Regions from separate parts of the Hordeum vulgare genome. Here region 2 is linked to region 1. The links are chromatin contacts, called in public Hi-C maps. All regions are on one chromosome and are shown on one strand. The core of a region is the stretch at or near the end of the contact, and the rest is flanking DNA. Distances in the headings are between cores, read along the strand shown. Region 1 holds the start of LOC123444224 (protein PLASTID TRANSCRIPTIONALLY ACTIVE 7). Region 2 holds the start of LOC123444226.

Region 1 (7,661 bases), core at 1,863-4,362:
CATGAAATGGCTAGGACATAATCTAATCATGGCAATCCTTTTGCAGAGTTAAGCCATCATTCCATGCATAGCTGATCAAGAGGAAGACTACGAATAATTTCAAGTCTAGTTACTGCTATCTAGTATCTACCATTCGAAGCTATATGTGACATTTCATCCAATATGATAAGAATATGGTGCTGTTAACACAAACGTTTTAAAGAAGAACACACAGGTTAGGTTTTAAAGTAGCTTGAGCCAAATGCAGTTGACCTTGTATTGTGGGATATCAAGTTTCAGGATAATCCTGTAGAACAATCATTACTGGTAGACCATATCCAAAGTAAAACCTTTTTTCTCTCTTTCCTACAGCTCAACCCATCATCCATGTATAAAAGGGGCAGAGACGCAATAGCTTCTCGCCAACAATCCTCCAGGGAACAAGTCTCCTTTAGCAGCTAGCGGAGAACAACATGCCTAAACCCACTTTTGTACTCGCCATCATTCTTCTAATTGCTCTCTTCAATGCATCTGCAGGTATGGTGTTTGCTATTTGTTCTTCCCAGTATTTTACTACGTCATTAAATATATATACAACAACTTCTTTTTTCATGCAGGCCAAACCATAGTGGTAGAAATTGATAATGCTGTTCCCCCGAAGTTCATAAAGGTCTGCCTATGTTGATCTCAAAGTTTTTGACCGCAATGCTTGTTGTGTTTCATTATTTCCGTTCCATAGACATATATGTGAGTGCTAGCTAATACTTTCTAGCTCTTTATGTTTTCCTCTAACGGTTGGTCACTTTTGCTATATAACTTATGCTTCACTAGAGGAAATATGTCTACAATTTATGCTTCAATCGACAAATACCAGATGAACAGAATAACTTCTATCTATTCATATGCTAAATTTCATGTATTCTTGTTCTCTGTGCTCTAAATGCAGGGGCACAGCAGGAAGATTCTCACAGAGATTCAGGACTATGACTATGGAGGTGCAAACTCTAGGCATGATCCACGCCGAAGGCCCGGGAGGAATGGCTAGAGTTAAGACCCTTCGTACATATCCCTGCAAATGACCGTGTGGGGTATTACTACATGAAAGCGGGTCATATGAGCGACCAGTCACTCGCGGTAGCAAAGCCTGTATGATTTTCAAAACACCTGCAGTATGGTTTATATATCCAAATATATCAGAGAGCGGGATAGATATTACTCTTATCCTCTAAATAGTCTAGTCAAGTGAAGTTGGGACTGGTTCATTTTAAAGGGCACCAAGTGCTACAAATACATGATGCCATTTGGTGCAGTGATAATAATTTCTTGTGAGCTCAAGCTGTTCTGTGCTCTTCTGTTCTGTTCTCGATTCTGACTAGACCCAGATTCTCCCACACTAGGGCATGCTTGTGTGAAAGCACACTCATCGCACTCATGACATATACAACTGAGGATAATAATTCAAGCATAGAGAAGGAAGTAAAGAGTAATTGGAGAGTGAGTTGTGAGATATACTTACGATAAAGCATGTGATTCTATTCAATTGCCTTCTTCTTTTATGAAATAAGGCCCGGGCTTGATAGGATAAGGATAAAGGTAGCCCTCTGGCCGAGAAAATCCAGCTTCATTCATGCGGTCACTGAGCACATGTAGTATAGGTTTTTTCAATCCATACTCATGCCTGTGTTTCTCAAGATAGGCATTAGCTTCTTCTGCCACCTCCATTGTGAATGCAAACCTATTCTCTTGAGATAACATGAGCTGGTTGATATCCAAGCACACAAGCTTCCCATTTTCCCTTACTTTTCTCACTTTCTCTTCTAAGAAAGGGATACGATCCAACTTGTAACGCAACATATCATCCTCTTTGGTCTGCCACAAACGGAAGGGGATTTTTAAGCATGATGTCACGATGGTGCTAGCAAATAAGATGGAAATAAGGAAAGAATGTAAAGTTTCTAATACATGTCAACAATGCCTATTGTTTCCATTTCAACTGATTTCATCCCATGGCGGTTTTATTGCCTATGCAAACAACAAATGTGTGATATACAGCTGCTTGCATGCCTGCATAACTGCTCGGAAATGGCCAAGCAGCGCTGGACGTGTGACACAGTTTACCCAGAAGGAAAAGAAGGCAGCTCGTTCCTACTTCCCATGACAATGATTGGATTGTCTACAAGAAACATAGTCTAAGACCGCAGCGTAAATCAGTTGGAAAGAAAGTCTGCAGCATAAGAGTCACCAACTTCTTATTTGACAAGTTTAGAAAAAACTGCAATTCAATGCAAGGTCATGACCCAGCACGACCAAAGGGCCTGCGTAAAATTGATATATATCTCATCACACAACTCTCCATTTTCTTTAAGAACCTCCCAAAGTGGGTCCGGATTCCATTACTTATCATAACATAACAAGCAAGCACACAACTCTCCCTTTGCTGAACTATATGTATCTCCGATTCAGTGTGCGTCTGGCTCTGTTACAAGCAGAGCTATATGTATCCCTGTACTGAACTTCGATGAACACAAGCCAATCATTTATCCTGTGTGGCTGTGTTTTAGATTTTGTCAAATACTGTACACCACATGGTAATGGACACCGAATGATGGTTCTCGGGTCTCCTGAACATCAGTATGCCCAACCTACTCCACTGAACAGGGACGCAAAAGTTCTAGGCCCAATCGTATTTCACCGTCCTAATTCCAACAGAAACAACCACGCAGAGACGAGGAGACCGGCCTTGTTCGGCTGTTGCGCATACCAGTTTCCGGCGGCGCCACACTCGCCGCCCACCGCTGACTCGCCCGTCCCCGGCCCCCTTCCCACTTCCAGGCTCACTGCTCTGCTTTTTCTACGAGATAATGGAAACAAAATGATAAGGATTGCGTGAGTTGGCGAGGAGGAGAAGAAAAGGGGAAGGGAAGTAGGTTGCCTGGGTCGGGCTTCCACCTGAGCCTTCATGGAGATGGTGCCACCGCTGCGGCTAGTCCTCCCGCTTGCTTGAGGGATGGAGGGGAGGCCGGCGGCGAGGTGACCGTGGTGGTGGCGGGCGGCGAAGGAAGCGGCCATTGCCATGGACATTTTTTGGACCGGGAGGTTCTTACCTCATCCAGTTCTCGACCTGTTTGGGCACGAGCAAGCGCTGCGGGACCTTATTCATCGACCTGCGCATGCTTTTGGGCCTGCCCATGTGCGGCGCGGGTGCCGCTACTTTTTTCCTGTTGTTCTTTTTGGCTTCATTAAAAATGTTTGGGATTTTAAAAAACGAATTTCAAAATCTTCAGAAATTTTAAAAAAGATCATGAATTCAAAACGTGTTCACGATTTCGATTTTAGTTCTTCAATTTGATAAATGTCTGTGATTTCCAAAAAAAATCTTGAATTCAAAAAATTATTCTAGAATTTGAAAATATGTTCATGAATTCAAACATATTCATGAGTTTCAGAAAACATGTTTGTGATTTCGGAAACAATTCGTGACATGTAAAAATTATTACAAATTTGAAAAACATTCCTGATTTAAAAATGTTCACAATTTACTAAAAAGCAATCACAATTTCGAAAAAAAATGTTCATGGTTTTCAAAAATATTCAAAAGTTTGTAAAACTGATTGTGATTTCAAAAATGTCAAGAATTTCTAAAAAAATGGTTGTGATTCCAGAAAAATTTACAATTTCAAAAAAAATCACAACTCAAAAAATCTTCATGATTTTAGAAAATGTCCATGAATTCAAAATATGTTTGAAAAATAAAAATAAAAAGTGAGAAAGGAATAAAAAAGGAAAAAACGAAACTAAAAGAAAAAACAAACATGAAAGAGGTTATGGAAAGAGGAAAAAAATATGAAAAATGAAAAAAAGGTATAGAACCTTCCCAAAACCGGTGGATGGAGTGAGCGCTACTTGGAAGTGCGACCAGTGAGGGGATGCGCGTTTGGTCGACAACCGCCAACCTATGTGATAAATAGAACCACCAACTTTGATGCACAACAGAAGAATATGGGGTGAAGCATATATGTGGGCTTTCAGCAAAGCCCAAATGAAGTAAATGGCCTAACATTGATCATCGATGGATGTAGTGTTGAAACCCCAAGGGCCGAATGAACCATTGGAGAGCCCCTATTTGACGCTTCATGCATTAGAATATCAGCAAACGTATGGTGCGTCGGTGACTAGGCTGGCTCATATCGGTGCTCGGTATGAATCATAGCGGTTTTCATGATCGATTTTTTAGTCGATTTTCTTTAAAAAAATTACAGTGCAGAGTAATTTTTCTTAACAGTAAAAATGTACTATATTTAAGAAAATGCTCGACGAAAGATGGAAATGTTCAATCAATTTCAAAAATATCTCATATTTCCAAATAAAGGAATTTTGTTTATTTTTTGTTGTATTTTTTAAGTTATTCTTCAATAAAAATTATTCTTGAAAAAATAAAAAATTTGTAGTTTAATAAAACATTTATGAATTTTGGAAGATTTTAAAAATAGAAAGGAAAGAAAATATACTAGAAGATAAATAATGTATCTCCCCAACCCATAGATGTGCACCCACATAGTCGTTAGAACGTGTCGCGCCTGTGCGACGTGCTCGACGTGCGTGCGGAGGGAGGCCTTCCAGATGGCAATTTCTTTAGTAGCTTGTCGACGAGGGGGAGAAGCGAGGAGGGTGACGGTACCTTCACATAGAAGGGAAGGCGAAGGAGGTGATTGGGAAGGATGCAACCGTGCAAGAGAGAACCGCACCCAGTGCTACTGAGACATATGGTGAGCATTTGATGTGGAGGAGAGAGCATTTGCTGAAGTTTGTGTGGAGACAAGAGGCAGTGTCGAAGGTGTCCAGTAGCACATGCACGATTTTGAGCTAAGGTGGATCAGGATGGTAGAACCACGACATCGTCGGTGTAAAGGGAAATACCGTAGGCGGCGTGATGGTTGGTAAGGCGCTTGATCAGACCCGAGCGAACGGCGTGTTGGAGCAACAAGTTTAGGCATTGATGACGATGGTGAACATCATCCATGAAAGGGAGTCGCCCTCCAGAAGACCACGAGCGTGCATGATATGTGGGGGGCATTGATCAAGACGTGGGTGTATCGTGGACCTGGTGGAGATAGGAATGGCCACCCATTCCCAACAATTGTTGCCAAAATCCAAGTGCGAAGATCCTCGAGAAGGAAGGCCAGGAGACAAGTCGAATGACATCAATGCCAAGCTTCAGGAGGATGCGAGGTGACATGAGATTGTACAACTTTGTGGCCATGTGTTTGATACGTTCATTTTGCATCATGAATTACTATTGATATTTGTGTTGATCATGTCCATTATTCCTTATTATCATACAATTATTATGCTCTTTCTCTCTGAATATGCAAGGTACATCACTACGAAGGAAATATTTGAAACTGGAATTCTGGATCGGGAAACCGAGAAAAAGGCAGAAAAATCAACTTTCTCCAAATGACTTAAAACTTTATGGAGAATTTTTCTGGAATATTCGAGAATTTGTGGGCCAAAAATATATGGAGAGGGACCACCAAATGTGCACAAGCCAATACCCTCCACCCCCAGGTCGTGCCCTGATGGCTTGTGGGACCCCAGCTGGCCCTGTGATGACGATCTTCTCCTATGCGGTGGGTTTTACCATAGAAAAAAAGCATAAGTCATCTTTCGGGATGAAGCGCCGTCGTCTCGAGGCGCAAACCTGGACAGTGGCCCTTTGGCTCTCCAACAAAGAGATTATGTCGGGGAAACTTCCCTCCGAGAGGGGGAACTCGAAGCCATCGTCATCATCAACGCTTCCTCCTTTGTGGGAAGACCAATCTTCATCAACATCTTCACCAACACTGTCTCATATCCAACCCTAGTTCATCTCTTGTATTCAATCTTTGTCTCAAAACCTCACATTGGTACTTCTGGGTTACTAGTTGTGTTGATTACACCTCGTAGTTGATGCTTGTTGGATTACTTGGTGGAAGATATTATGTTCAGATCCTTAATTATTATTATTATTACACCTCTTATCTTGAACATGTTGATGGTGTGTGAGTATTAATTATTGTTCCTAAGGACATGGGAGAAGTCTTGTTATAAGTAATCATATAAAGTTGGTATTCGTTCGATATTTTGATGATATGGATGTTGTTACTTCTCTTAGTGGGGTCATGTGAATGTTGACTACATGACACTTCACCATGTTATGGGCCTAAAGGGAGTCATTGTGGAGTAACAAAGATATGATGGGTTGCGGGAGTGACAAAAGCTTAAACCCCAGTTTATGTGTTGCTTCATAAGGGGCTGATTTGGATCCACATGTTTCATGCTATGGTTAGATTTATCCTAATTCTTCTTTCGTAGTTGCGGATGCTTGCGAGAGGGGGTAATCATAAGTAGGTTGTTAGTTCAATTAAGAACAACACCTTAGCACAGGTCCACCCATATATCAAATAATCAAAGTATCAAACGCGAATCAACTCAATATGATGAACATGACTAGACAGAAATTCATGTGTGTCCTCGGGAGCACTTACTTTATATAAGAGAACTTTCAGGCATGTCCTTTGCTACAAAAAGATTGTGCTACCTTGTTGCATCTTTGATACTATTGTTACTTGTCATTTGTTATGAATTATCTTGCTACAAAACAATCTATCATTGTTACTTATAGCACTTGCAGAGAATACCTTGCTAAAAACTGCTTATCATTTCTTTCTACTCCTCGTTGGGTTTGACACTTCTTTCTACTCCTCGTTGGGTTTGACACTCTTACTTATTGAAAGGACTATGATTGATCCCCTATACTTTTGGGTCATTAAGAATCTTTTCTGGCGTCGTTGTCATGGAGAGAAGCGCCTTTGGTAAGTGGAAATTGGCAAGGAAACATTTCTGGTGCGTGCTAAAATTAACTCTTGCTTATAACCATGAACAGACACCCTTTGAGTGGCTTGTTTGGGGTATCTTCGCCTTGATCAGAAGTTGAGGAAATTGTTCCTCAACCCGTTGAACCTACTAAAAATACTTATTATGAGATTCCTTCGGGTATGGTAGAGAAACTGCTTTATCCTATGCATCTAATTCATCATGATCGGAATTTTATTTATAATTGCTGGCCTCATGAAGGAGATAGCATCGCTCAAGCTTGAGGGAGGCTAAAATCTATGATGCACGCTTTCCCCAACCATGAGCTCCCAAAGGAATTGATTATACAAAAAAATTATGCTGGGCTTTCTCATGATGATCAAACATTACTCGATGCTTGTGCTATCGGTTCCTATATGAAGGAGACTATTGAATTCGGATAGGATCTTCTGGAAAAGATTAAACTCAACTCTGAAGATTGGGAACTTGGTGAAGGTAAAGAGTCACGTATAAAGCTTAACTATGATTTTGTTAAATATTTCATGGAAACTTCTCCTTTTCATGAGTTTAGCAATAAATATGACCTTGACTCTGAGATAGTAGCTACTTTCTTCGAATCTTTTGCTACCTATGTTGACCTTCCCAAGGAAAAGTGGTTTAAATATCATCCTCCCATTAAAAAATATACTCGAGGAACGTGTTCTAATTAAGAAGGAAGAAATAATTGTTAACCATGTTGATCCAATTGTTCCTACTGCTTACACTCAGAAATCTCTTTTCCCTGTTAGGATTAGAGAACATGCTAAGGCTACAACAGTGTTTAATAG
Region 2 (7,661 bases), core at 3,298-5,797, 450 kb after region 1:
GGAATCAAGCTTGGGGATGCTTGATACGTGATACGTCTCCGTCGTATCTACTTTTCTGAACTCTTTTGCCCTTGTTTTGGACTCTAATTTGCATGCTTTGAATGGAACTAACCCGGACTGACGCTGTTTTCAACAGAATTTCCATGGTGTTGTTTTTGTGCAGAAATAAAAGTTCTCGGAATGTCCTGCAAATTACGGAGATTTTTTCTGGAATAAAAGAAAAATACTTGCGCAAAGATCCACCGGAGGGGGCGTGCTAGTGGGCCACAAGCCCACAGGCCGCGACCACCCCCTAGGCCGCGCCATGAGGGCTTGTGGGGCCCACATGGCTCCACCGCCTCAAAACTCAGCTCTATTTATTCCGTCTCGCCCGGAAAAAAATCAGAGAGAAGGTTTCATCGCGTTTTACGATACGGAGGCGCCGCCACCTCCTGTTCTTCATCTGGAGGGCAGATCTGGAGTCCGTTTTGGGCTCCGGAGAGGGGAAATCGTCGCCATCGTCATCATCAACCTTCCTCCATCGACAATTCCATGATGCTCTTCATCGTTCGTGAGTAATCTCATCGTAGGCTTGCTGGACGGTGATGAGTTGGATGAGATCTATCATGTAATCGAGTTAGTTTTGACGGGGATTGATCCCTAGTATCCACTATGTTCTAGATTGATGTTGCTACTACTTGGCTATGCTTAATGCTTGTCACTAGGGCCCGAGTGCCATGATTTCTGATCTGAACCTATTATGTTGTCGCCAATATATGTGTGTTTTAGATCCTATCTTGCAAGTTGTAGTCACCTACTATGTGTTATGACCCGGCAACCCCGGAGTGACAATAGCCGGAACCACTCCCGGAGATGACCATAGTATGAGGAGTTCATGTATTCACCGCGTGTTAATGCGTTGGTACGGTTCTTTATTAAAAGGAGAACCTTAATATCCCGTAGTTTCCATTAGGACCCCACTGCCATGGGAGGGATGGACAATAGATGTCATGCAAGTTATTTTTCCCTAAGCACGTATGACTACATACGAAATACATGCCTACATTAGATTGACGAACGAGAGCTAGTTACATATCTCTCCATGTTATAGCTGTTACATGATGAATCACATCTGTCATACTCATCCATCACCGATCCACTGCCTACGAGTCTTTTACTACTGGTCCTCGCTACGTTACTTTGCCTAGGCTTGTCCCTTGCTACAAAAGGGATTGGGCCAGTGTTGCTACTGCTGTTACTCTGCTGCTGCTGCTACTGTTGTTCCTTGCTACTTCGCTGTTACTTGTTGCAAGATCCTTTTATGACACTGTTGTCGGGGAAGAATAGTTACTCGCCCACGTGCAACCTACTGGCGCCATTGATACAACAGTTAGGAATAGTCTGCGGTCAACAGATCGTTTCTGGCACCGTTGTTATCATACTACTCTGCTATTGATACTTTGCTTGTAGACACTAATCTTTCAGGTGTGGTTGAATCTGACAAACTCAGCTGCTAATACTTGAGAATATTCTTTCGCTTCCCTTTTGGTGAACCAACAAATTTGGGTTGAATACTCTACCCTCGAAAACTGTTGCGATCCCCTATACTTGTGGGTTATCAATACGTATCCAACGTATCTAAATTTTTTTATTTTTCCATGCTGGTATATTATCATTCTATAATACTTTTGGGGTATTTATTTATCAATTTATATATTTTTTGAGCACTAACCTATTGACCTAGTGCCCAGTGTCAGTTGCCGTTTTTTGCATGTTTTTCACTTTTCCCGTTTCCATAACAAACAAAGTCCAATTGGCCTAAAACTTTTTGGTAATTTTTTCTGGACCAAAAGAAGAGCAACAAGCATGAGAGGAAGGCTGGGGGCCACACGAGGGCCCCACAAGCTAACCCGGCGCTGCCTCGAGGGGAGGGGGGGCTGTTGGCTTGTAAGCCCCTCGAGGCCCTCCCGTCTTCGTTCTTTGGCTTGTAAACTCTCATATACCCTAGAAACACGAGAAGGAGTCACAAGACACTTTTTATGCTGCCGCGAGTCTCGGCTCCGACGGGAGACCGTCTGGAGCTTCGTTTCGGCACCTTGCCGGAGGGGGTATCGATCACGAAGGGCCTCTTCATCAACCTTGCTGCCCTCACGATGATGTATGAGTAGTTCATCACAGACCTATGGGTCCATAGCCAGTACCTAGATAGCAATCTCAAGGCAACCATTAGTCCATAGGGATTGTTATCAATTACCAAAACCACATATGGAGAAATATGCTCTAACACATGCATAAAACAACAACTGACACTTGGCACTGGGTCAATAGGTTAGTGCTCAAAAATAATATAAATAGGTAAATAAATACCCCCAAATTATCCTAGAATGATAATATATGAGCATAGAACAATAAAAAAATATAGATACATGGGAGACGTATGAGCGCTCCGGCGCCACCGGGAGAGAGGGGGGAGAGATCCCCCTTCTTCTTCTTCCTTGGTCTCCTCCCTAGGTGGGAGGAGAGTTTCCCCTCTGGTCCATGGCTGCCATGGATCCCGGAGGGAAAGAGCACCTCCGAGGTTGGATATCTCTCTGTGTTTCTCTCATGTTTTCGCGATTGTTTTCTGGCCCTTCACAATTTCTTAAATATTCGGAGATCCGCAACTCCGATCAGGATGAAATTTTGAGGGAATTTTAATTGTAAAATTATGTTTGTTGCGGCAAAAGTAGGCCCCTAATCTATTTAAAGGGGAGGCACAAGCTAACAAGATGTGGCCCACCCACCTAAGCGCACCTTGTTGCGTGGTGGGCCCCCCGGCACCGTGTTGCATTGATCATTCTTCCCAAAATTCACATATATTCCAAAAAATCTCCATAAATTTTTATTGCATTTGGACTTTGTTTGATATGGAATTTCTATGAAACAAAAAACATACAAAAAATAGGAACTGACAATGGACACTGGATAAGTAAGTTAGTCCCAAAAATAATGTAAAATGTTGTCAAAAGTATATGAAAGTGATAGGATATTGGCATGAAACAATAAAAACTTATAGATATGACGGAGACGTATCATGTCATCTAATTCTTGTTCTATCAAATCACAGATACTCAATATTTCCTACTTTCTAGCACAACTCATGCCAAAATATATTTGGTCAAACTTAAACAAATTTGATATAGGACAAATCCAAAACTTCAGGCCTCCTTTGGATTATAGGGTAGAAAAATCATATGAATAGAAAAGTCACAGAGAATAAGATGACATGTGTCTCAAATCCTAGCAATAGGAATAGAAAAAGAGATGTCCTTTGATCCATTTCTTCCGTGGGTCTAGGCTAACATTTATTTTTCTATGAAATGTGAAGGATCGAAATGATTCCTCCGTAGAAATAGGATTTTACTTCTCCGAACCAAATGAATGTTTTTATTTCTCTAAACCTAAACCAAAGGAGGCCTCAATTATTTTAGAAGGGGGTAGTATTTTTTATGTTGATGATGTGTTTGATCTTGATGCGTATGGCATGATTTTTGTTCAGTACATTTATGGCTCTCTGCATCCCAATGTGCAGATCGGGTGAGTCTGGTCCCCATTTCCAGAAAAGAAAAATGCATTCTTCAAGAATAACCTATTTGTTCAAGCATTCATCAACATAAAATGGCTGACCACACCTGCAGAGTGCTTTTTATGCTTTTAGGCTGGTTGTAATATGGAGTATCATATATTAGTATTATGCATATTACACCCGTAATTCATAGTATCATATGTTAGTATCATAAAATATGTTATTTATTACTCCCTCCGTTCCTAAATATAAATCTTTTAAGATATTTCACTAGGAGTATACATACGGAGCAAAATGAGTGAATCTACACTCTAAATTATGTCTATATACATCCGTATGTAGTCCACTAATGAAACCTTTTTAAAGACTTATATTTAGGAACGGAGGGAGTACCATGCATGACACATAGTAACACACCATTTAATATGATACATTATCATGATATGATACTGAACCCTCTCTGTCTTCATTTAATTTTATGCCACCTCATCAAGATAATCTATTTGACATGCATGATACTCCCTCCGTTCCTAAATATAAGACCTTGTAGAGATTTCACTAGAGGCTACATACGTAACAAAATGAGTGAATCTATACTCTATAATATGTCTATATACATCCGTATGTAGTTTATAGTGAAATCTCTAAAAGGTCTTATATTTAGAAATGGAGGGAGTACTACCTATAATACTCTCATTACGACTTTATAGTGGAATCTCTAAAAGGTCTTATATTTAGAAATGGAGGAAGTACTACCTATAATACTTTCATTACGACTATATAGCCTTATAAAAGAAAAAGAAATGTGTGGGGAAGAACAGAAATTGGCAAGTGCCTTTTGTTTATGGTAAAAATTGCCAGGTGCCTGCCATCCGAAGATCCCCGCCAAACCAACGAAAAATCCCACCTCCACGCGGCCCCGCGGCGGTCAAGGTCAATGCCCCTCCCCTCCTCCCTCCCCTCCCGCACGCGAATCGACAAACGGAAGCGTTGAAGAAGGCGGGGCGAAAGCGCCGCTCACGCGTCACGGAAATCCCACCCGCAAACAAACGGTTGTGTTTCTCACCAACAAGTCTCCTCCCCTTCCCCTTGGCGGTAGCCCCCTTTCCAATCTACCTCACCAACGCGGAGAGGAAGAAGCATCTTCTTCTAATACTTCTATAGCCAGCCCCGCCGGCCCCCCGACGGAGCCGATTCGATTCGATCCCCTTCGAATCTAGCCGTGGTGCTGCGGCGCGCGGGGACACGGAGGGCCGGCGAAGATGCACAGGAGCAAGGGGAAGCTGTCGGGCGTCCTGAGCAAGGGCTTCAAGCCCGACAAGTGGTCAGTCCAGATCGTCCCTGCTCGCGTATTCTTGCTTCTTCTTTCCTTTCCCCGTTGGTTTCCGCGGGGTGCGAAATTGAACGCTTGTTGTTGTTGTTGTTGTTGTTGTTTTTGTGGCGTCTCAGCAAGATTGCCCTCAAGATGGCCATGGCGCGGATCAAGCTGCTGCGGAACAAGAAGGAGGTGCAGGTGCGCCAGATGCGCCGCGAGGTCGCGCAGCTGCTCGACGGAAACCAGGACCAGACCGCGCGCATCAGGGTAAGCCTCGATGTGTCTGTGTGAACTGAGTATCGGGCCAATGGTTGGTCGATTGTGCTAACTTATCTTCCCTGTTACATTATGCTATTGCCAATTTCTGTGCTCAAGTACGTCCGTCCGCTTGTCACAAAATTCTATGCTTCTGCCCGGCATTTTCTTCTACTACTGACCTATGCCATTTCCCCCACAGGTTGAACATGTCATAAGGGAAGAGAAGTTCATGCAAGCATATGACCTGATCGAAGTGTACTGCGAACTTATAGTGGCACGCATGTCCATTATTGATTCACAGAAGTAAGCCAAGTTTATATTTCTTGACTGTAAACCAGTACCTACTGCTCCATGTCTTTATCTGATGTCTGTCTGAAATTGCTTTATTTTCATCTAGAGAAGCAGACACACGGTTTATAGTTTGAGAACTACCAGTTACTGTACATCTCATTTTTTAATTATTTGCATAGTTGATAGGGTAGGAGTTATCTTCTATCCATTATCAGCGAACTAGGGTATCGTTTCTCGGGTCATGAGTTACCTTTTATCTTTTTCCTGATCAGCAAATCATGATTTAGCTGGTCTCTTCCGAGCTTATAAAAACTGCTCCATATTATTCATGTAGAGTCTTTTCCTGGGTAATCTGAAAACTAAAGGGTGTTTGAATGATCACACTTTACCCTAACAAATATTGGCCATGACCAAAGTGCAGGCATGATTTTTTGGTGCCGGACAAATAATGGACTAAACATGGGTGAGCCAAAATTTGGCTCGGTCATGCTGACCAGGTAGTCATGCAAATAGGAAGAATGATTCGTCAACGTAACTTTGATCCAGTTCTCACTAAATTTCTATTGAATACCTCTGCAAGTGTGCATGCGTGTAAACGTGAGCACCATGATTTAGACCCTGGCGGGTGAAATCGTACCCCCATAACTGCACCACCACAACAAGATGTGGTTCTCGCTGACTGCGACTTTGTTGAAGGTTGAAAAAGAAGCTTGCCGATTCCCTGGGCCATGCCAGATAATGGCACCATCCAAATGATGACCAAAATTTAGGTTATTGCTAAATTTTGGTGGTTTGCTGGGGCTAGCCCGGTGCACTGGCGCAGTCAATCTGGATAAAAAGTGACATGCTCCTGTCTTTTTTCAGTGCAAGTCCATGTGTCAAATATTGAGAACCTGTTTCTCATGGTACTGTAAGTCTTGGGTAATCGAAATATTGATCAACCTGTTTGTCAAGCCAAGTGCCACCACTGACATGAAAGATCATTCCCTTCAGGAATAGTTGCACTTGCATGTAGCTTCATTATCAGCAATTTATAGCATAATTCTGTAATAGTTGTTTGAGGACTTCTGCACTTTTCTGGTAAACTTAAAAACATTAACAAATATGACAGGGATATGAAACATCAAGTCCAAAACAGTCTGAAACTATTGCCGGCTGAATAATAATTTCTATTGGTCCTATGTTCTGCTGTGTTCTCATGCTATAGATCTATTTTTGTCCTGAATATTTCTGTACTTACAGTTACATGTTTGTTTTCCTGAATCTAGGACTTGCCCTATTGATCTGAAGGAGGCAGTAGCGAGTGTTATATTTGCATCAATGAGATGTTCAGATGTCACAGAACTAGCAGATGTTCGGAAGAATTTCACAAGCAAGTACGGGAAAGAGTTTGCCGCATCAGCTCTTGAAGTGCGGCCTGACAGCGGCGTAAACCGTCTGGTATTTTTCTGCTTTTCAGTTTTTGAATTGGACGAAGGTTTTGCAGCTGTATACTTTTCAAAACAATTATTGTGCATACAGGTAATCGAGAAGCTCTCAGCAGGAGCACCGGATGTACAGACTAAAACCAAAACCTTGAGCTCAATCGCGGCAGAGCACAACATAAAATGGGAACCAAAAGCATTTGAGGAGCAGAAGCAAAATGAGGATCGGATGGTAACTAACTGACCTGAAGTGATTTTGGGGTTAAGCTTTTTGGCTCTAACCTGATATATTATCTATCTTGTAGTATGGATCAACATATTCTGGAGGAAACGTTCCAACTCCGGGATCATCAGCTTCTAGTGTGCCAACTCCTCAACCTGCAGCAGCTCCCTATTCATCTGTTCAATCAGCCACTTCTCGTGTGCCTGCAGGACCTTCTTATGAATCTTCTGAAGCTCCAGCAAATAGAAACCCACATGGCACTGCCAACTCTAATGCTTCCACACAGGAAAATAGAAGGGAGTCAGATGCTTCAGTGCCTCCTACCTCCCAACATGGTGCAACTACTTCCTCAGCCGATATTCCTGGATCTAACAGCTTTTCTCATGTAAATACTGGGAGTTCAAGTGTTTCTAGACCTTACTCTCAATTTGGCACAACAGTTCCAGGTACGATTGAAGGTTATACTATTTTATTATCCTCACATTTTAGAGATCGCAACCAACTATTGAGGTTGATTTTGCATAGAAAACCTACTCTCCAGGTTTATTGCACAAAGCACCACCTGGTGTAACCCGTTGCAGTAAGCTCTAATACATTGTTTGATTA

The links. A called contact is a pair of places that touch in the nucleus more often than the background predicts.
Region 2: a contact with region 1 is called in a Hi-C map of leaf, with 2.9 times the contacts expected there. The contact joins the promoter of LOC123444226 here to the promoter of LOC123444224 in region 1. A contact is called at or near these places in 2 of 6 Hi-C or Micro-C datasets (leaf and seedling) and 1 of 1 datasets of contacts at active chromatin or transcription factors (embryo).

The regions. Positions count from the first base shown.
Region 1 is chr3H:455,194,088-455,201,748 of MorexV3_pseudomolecules_assembly, forward strand. LOC123444224 (protein PLASTID TRANSCRIPTIONALLY ACTIVE 7) reads right to left here and starts at 3,113. Exons shown (of 4, transcript XM_045120883.1): 1 at 2,929-3,113; 2 at 2,741-2,821; 3 at 1,496-1,848. The coding sequence starts at 3,060. The coding sequence ends at 1,516.
Region 2 is chr3H:455,638,304-455,645,964 of MorexV3_pseudomolecules_assembly, forward strand. LOC123444226 reads left to right here and starts at 4,548. Exons shown (of 7, transcript XM_045120886.1): 1 at 4,548-4,868; 2 at 4,994-5,126; 3 at 5,317-5,420; 4 at 6,677-6,848; 5 at 6,930-7,064; 6 at 7,138-7,501. The coding sequence starts at 4,807.